Linked DNA regions of Mus musculus: region 2 is linked to region 1. A link is a contact called in public Hi-C data. All regions are on one chromosome and are shown on one strand. Each heading gives the region's core, a stretch centred on a gene start, on an enhancer-like site or on the middle of the called end of the contact. The rest is flanking DNA. Distances are from core to core; before and after follow the strand shown. Region 1 has its middle 230 kb from the start of Gm12159. Region 2 has its middle 110 kb from the start of Gm22284.

What was found. A called contact is a pair of places that touch in the nucleus more often than the background predicts.
Region 2: a Hi-C map of the C2C12 cell line shows a contact between it and region 1, with 3 times the contacts expected there. The contact joins two enhancer-like sites. A contact is called at or near these places in 2 of 15 datasets of contacts at CTCF or cohesin (large pre-B cells and pro-B cells), 3 of 484 Hi-C or Micro-C datasets (the C2C12 cell line, embryonic stem cells and pre-B cells) and 1 of 115 datasets of contacts at active chromatin or transcription factors (large pre-B cells).

Annotation. Positions count from the first base shown.
Region 1 is chr11:45,348,243-45,350,942 of GRCm38.p6, forward strand. No RefSeq gene overlaps it. Among named protein-coding and RNA genes, the nearest start is that of Gm12159, 230 kb to the left of the region's middle. Within about 2 kb of position 1,284, at least 6 of the 459 cell types and tissues checked have an H3K27ac peak or open chromatin away from gene starts, as enhancers often do.
Region 2 is chr11:45,530,079-45,532,820 of GRCm38.p6, forward strand. No RefSeq gene overlaps it. Among named protein-coding and RNA genes, the nearest start is that of Gm22284, 110 kb to the right of the region's middle. Within about 2 kb of position 1,468, at least 6 of the 459 cell types and tissues checked have an H3K27ac peak or open chromatin away from gene starts, as enhancers often do.

The DNA.
Region 1 (2,700 bases), core at 34-2,533:
AAGAGATTAATTATAGAAATAGATAAATTACCTATGCTATGTATCTGCCCAAAGCTTAGACCATGTACTTGGAGAGCATATCCTCTTGGTTGCTATCTCCCACCCCCATCCCTTGATAGGTGATCCTGACTCTTACACAGCCAAAGAGAGTAAAGCATCTTGAGAGTGTGGACTCTGCATTCACACTGCTTATGATCCACGTGGCATTGGCAAATTAGAGAACCTCTCTCAGTTCTAATGTTTCCATGTGCAGAAGACCTATGTGGACAGTACCCATCTCCTGTGACTGTTAAGAGAAATAGGGCAAACACTCATAGCAATCACTATTAGTCACGGCTGTTCTTTGACTGGAAATCTCTTCTGCCTTTCTGGATTTTAATCTGTTTTCTTATTCAGAACAAATACCACTTCAATTCATCATCAAAAAATGCTATTTAAAAGATAGGAAACAAATATGATCTCAGTTTAACCAAGAAGGGGATAAGAAAGACATAAGAGGAGGAAGGGGAGGGGAGGGGAGGGGAGGGGAGGGGAGGGGAGGGGAGGGGAGGGGAGGGGAGGGGGGAGGGGAGGGGAGGGAAGGGAAGGGAAGGGAAGGGAAGGGAAGGGAAGGGAAGGGAAGAGAAGGGAAGGGAAGGAAGCCTCTAAGGTGACTCATGAACATTCTTCAATTCTACAGTGTTGAGAGTCAGACCTTTCCTTGGTTATAAGGCACCCTATGGCAGCATCCAAACTCTCTTTTACAGACATATTGTTTAAGCCTCACTTCATCTTCACAGGAAAATTCCTGAGTTTCCCTGCAGATTTCAGGACCAGTCAGGGGAAGGATGTGAGATGAGAATATCCAAGGAGGAGAGTGAGCATTCAGAGAGGGAAAGGTCTGATCCCTTCTCCACTGGCCTTCCCACCCCGCTTCTTAGACTCCAAATCTGCTTTTAAACAAGCTAGAGTCCAACAGAAGCCCCTCCTAACACTTCCCTTCTTAGATCTCATAGCATCTTATCATCCCTTGACCGTGGATAGGGAGGCAACCCTTAGACAAGGTTTACCCACGTTTCTGCAAAATACATGTGTTGGACATGACAGCAGAACACATCAACACTTCCTTATGAACTGGAACAGGAGCATCTATGTTGCTTGTTGGTTACACAGTCAGGTGCTACCATCCTCACATTGGCATTGATTTGGTGGTGGAGACTACAAAGGACCATAGACATAGAAGGAAGTATGTGTTTGTGGGAGGGGAAGACACCTGCTAGAGTCTGAAATAATCAGCTTTCTGGCAGGGAGCCAGACCATAAAGCCCTCTTTCTAGAAAGCTGTTTCAGAGACCTAGCAGAAGGACCAGCTGGGTTGAGTGGGGTGGGCACTTTTTGCTTTGTTCACTACCTGGAAAGTGAGCCACACTCTTCTATTTGCCTCCCATCTCTGTCCTTCTTTCTTTCTGTTCTCTCCCCAGCCTACCCTCTTCAATTTCATGTTAATTCAGAGAGTCAAAGGGGACTGAAAAGTAATCTTTGCTTCTGCCACACAAGTGACAACTCAGAAGGGACCATAGCTCCCACCGAGGCACGTGCTTTAGGGCCTGAAAACAAAGGAAAGTGTTCTCACGAGCACTCAGAGGTTAGGTCATGCGGATAGAGCAATGTGATTAAATCTTGATAGATTTTTGTTTTAGGTCTTGTTTGCCTGGTTACAAAGAGTGCCGTTGGCAATCCCTACTTAATCAGAATCTTGATGAGCATACTGTCCCTCCCAGGACTAAGACACCAAGGAAGAGTCTCAGGCTTCCTCCTAGCCCATTCCCCATGGTTGCTACATCCCTGTCACTTCATGGAGGCCTACTCTGGGAAATAGCTTTTTCATTATTCCACCAATTTTATGATAATTCTGATTTCAATTTGGAAATTATAAAAATAAAGACCCTAGCCCCACCCAGCCCCAGAGGGCACCATTCAGAGTTGATAATTGTTAAATTTATTCCATAACTTTGTGGGGATCTATCACTCTTCTATTAATAATTTAATCAACTTTTTCTACTTTTACAATAGAAAAACAATGATCCCCAAATGGAAGCAATTTGCCCAAGGTTATATGACTGGTTTATAGGTCCCAAGCAGATTCACAGTTTTCAGAACTGGAGATGCATGCAATGAGATAGTCTGAAGAGAGGACATGTTTGTTGGATGTTTCTGCTGGGTCTTGAGACTCCAGGTACTGATGATGGTAGCATGAAGAGGGGCATCTGTTACTATTGCTGATATCTATCATCATGATCCAAAACAGTAGGCAAATGCTGATAGCCCAGGATTGAATAGCACAGAGTTCCCCAAAGACAAATCAAATGGTAGAAGTCATGGTGATATGAGGTTAGCTTCAGAGATGCTGCAGTTATAAAAAAGAAAGAGAACAGAAGATCAAAGCAATGGTATCTCCCAGTTTAATGTAAGCAAGTAGAGAGGATGATGAAAAGAAAAATCAAAATATTGGATTTTAGATGAGCAAAGAGATACATACCTGCAACAGCAGCACTTAGGAGGCTAGAGCTAGAGGGTAATGAGTTCAAAGTCTGCCTGGGTACATAGCTCAATAAAATGAGCATCAAAAACCCTTCGAATTTGGTTCTATGACCAATTTACAGGACAGTCTTGACCCCTTCTCTTAATCTCTCTGGCCCTTGGTTTTTAGTTCGCTTAAGCA
Region 2 (2,742 bases), core at 218-2,717, 180 kb after region 1:
GAGGCAGAGGCAGGTGGATTTCTGAGTTCGAGGCCAGCCTGGTCTACAGAGTGAGTTCCAGGACAGCGAGGGCTATACAGAGAAACCCTGTCTCGAAAAACCAAGCAAGCAAACAAATAAATAAATAAAGATTAAAAGTGCCACAATAGTGCAGTCATGAGATCCACTGCAGCTGTCTATATTGAACCTGTACAAGACTGAGCCCATCCATACTCATTTTGTTTAAGATTTATTTATTTATTTATTTATTTATTTATTTATTTATTATGTTATATGAGTACATTGTAGCTGTCTTCGGACACACCTAAAGAGTGCATCAAATCCCATTACAGATGGTTGTGAGCCACTATGTGGTTGCTGGGAATTGAAATCAGAACATCCGGAAGAGCAGTCAGTGCTCTTAACCACTGAGGCATCTCTCCAGCCCCATACTCAATCATTAATGGGAAAGGACTTATAGGGTTATGGGGACCTGCATCTCCGAGCTGAACTACTGGTTACTGATGGATGCCCAGGAGATGGATAGTCACTGGTTTCTGTTGTGTACCCACCGTTGAGCTCATCAGAGGCCATGGGAGAATGCTGCCTACTGACTTGCTCCCAGTGGCTTGCTCCATTTAGGTTTTAGAGAACCCAGGACCACCTACATGTGGATAGTACAACCCCACAGTGGACTGAACCCTCTTCCATCAAGAAAATGCCTCACGGACTTGTCTACAGAACAGTCTTATGGAGGCATTTCTCAATCTCTTTCCAGGTGACCCTTGCCTGCATCAAGTTAACAAAAAATGTAACCAGCCCAGGCAGAGATAGGATTCAAGGGTAGACGCACTGCCACTAAGCCGGAGCACCTGTAGTTATATATCCCAAGGACATACATGGTGAAAAGTTAGAAGTTGTCCTCTGAGGTCTGTACACATAAAGTACATTCATACATGTAATGACATACATGTAATTGTTTTTAAAGGCAATGAAGAAGGGGGAGCCATAGACTTGAAAAGATCTATAACATTTAAAAATCATATACACGAGCAAGACTAGAGGATGAGGTAATGTCCACAGCTGATAAAGCCATAGACCAGTGTAAGACGCGGGTCATTAAAAAGTAGTTATTTTCAGAGAAGGGGACTTGTTACAGTTGGGACAGACAGAGTTACATGTGCAGGCAGCTGTTCCACTTCTTCATTTGTGGAGTGACTGTAATGTTATTTACTATCTACCAATTCAACAAGCTGCACACTGGCTTTGTTTTTCTAGATGTCTAATTTCAGGGATGTGTGTTGAAAACTTTAATTACGGTGATAATTCACTTGCTTTGCGCATGAAGTTACTGTTCGGACACGACTAAGATGCAGTCCCCTAAGCAAAGGCCTACGTTTCCTTCCCTTTTTGAAAGAACTGGGATATCATAACTAGCGCCTGTCCATGGTTCCTTGATTAGACACACAGCAGAACCCACTGAAGCCTCACTGAAAGGTCTGTGACTTGGTTAAGAGAAAAGGCAAACACTCCACATACTACACCATGATGCACTTCCTCCATGATGCCTCTCCCTGCCAGGGAGAGGCTTCAAGTCTCCAGTCCCAGGATGGGAAGCTTACTGCTTTATGTTCCCCAGTTTTATAGTCCAGGCTCTTCTGTTTGTATTTCTTATACTCTTTGGAAATGTCATACATGTATCCAATATATCTACCTCCCACTCCTTCCCTGCAACTCCCCTTGGCCTTCCCTCAACACAACTTCTTCGAAATTTTAGGTCCGTCTGTCTGTCTTTTCCTCTCTCTCTCTCTCTCTCTCTCTCTCTCTCTAACTAGTTCTGCCCATATGTGTGAGCAGCCTACCCATGGCTACAACCCCAAAGAAAGTTGACTCTCCCTCCCCCTGAATGTATCAGCAGCCAGCCATCTGCCCCTCGGCTGAGAATGGGGCCTCAGGAGCCCTCCCTGCCTCATTGCTCCACACTGGATTAACTGACTTAACCGTGCTCTTTTCCAGGGTCTGGCACCAACCAGCCTTCCCACCTTCCCCATTCCCTGCTTCTCAGATACTTCACTCCACCTAGCTGCTCTACTTTGGGACTTCAATTTTCTGTCCGTCTTTTCCTTACTTCCCTCTTCATGGCTCCTCTACTCAATTTTCCCCTTTCCTTTGCCTCAGTACTACTTCAGTTATCCTTTAAGATACAGCTCTGTCCCCACACTCTAAAGTAATGCTTTCTTAGTCAGCCCCATTTTCCTTTATGTGCATTTCAAGATTGTCCAATACCACTATTAGACACTTGGTGTATCTCACTTGTAAGAGCATTTATTATTATTATTTTTTTTAGGGTCATCTGCCAATTTGTTTTGTATTAAGTCTGAGGCTATAACTGGTCCATTGTACATTTTTAAAGAATGCCGTCTGTGATGCTTTTTAGATGGGTAGTGGATAAGTGACTGGGTGAGTGGGGTGGATAGGTAGCTGAACTGGTAGTGGGTAGGCGTGTATGAACAGGTGAATGGACAGATTGGTGGATGGATAGATGGAAGAGTGGATGGGTGGATGGATAGATAGGTGGGTGGGTGAGCAGGGTGGACAGGTGGGTACATAGGTAGATAAACTGGTAGCCGAGTGGATAGGTGAATGTATGAATAGATGGATGGATGGATGGATGGATGGATGGATGGATGGATGGATGGATGGATAGGTGGGTGAGTGGGTGGGTAGGTAGGTGGTTAGACACATGGATAGGTTGCTGGATGG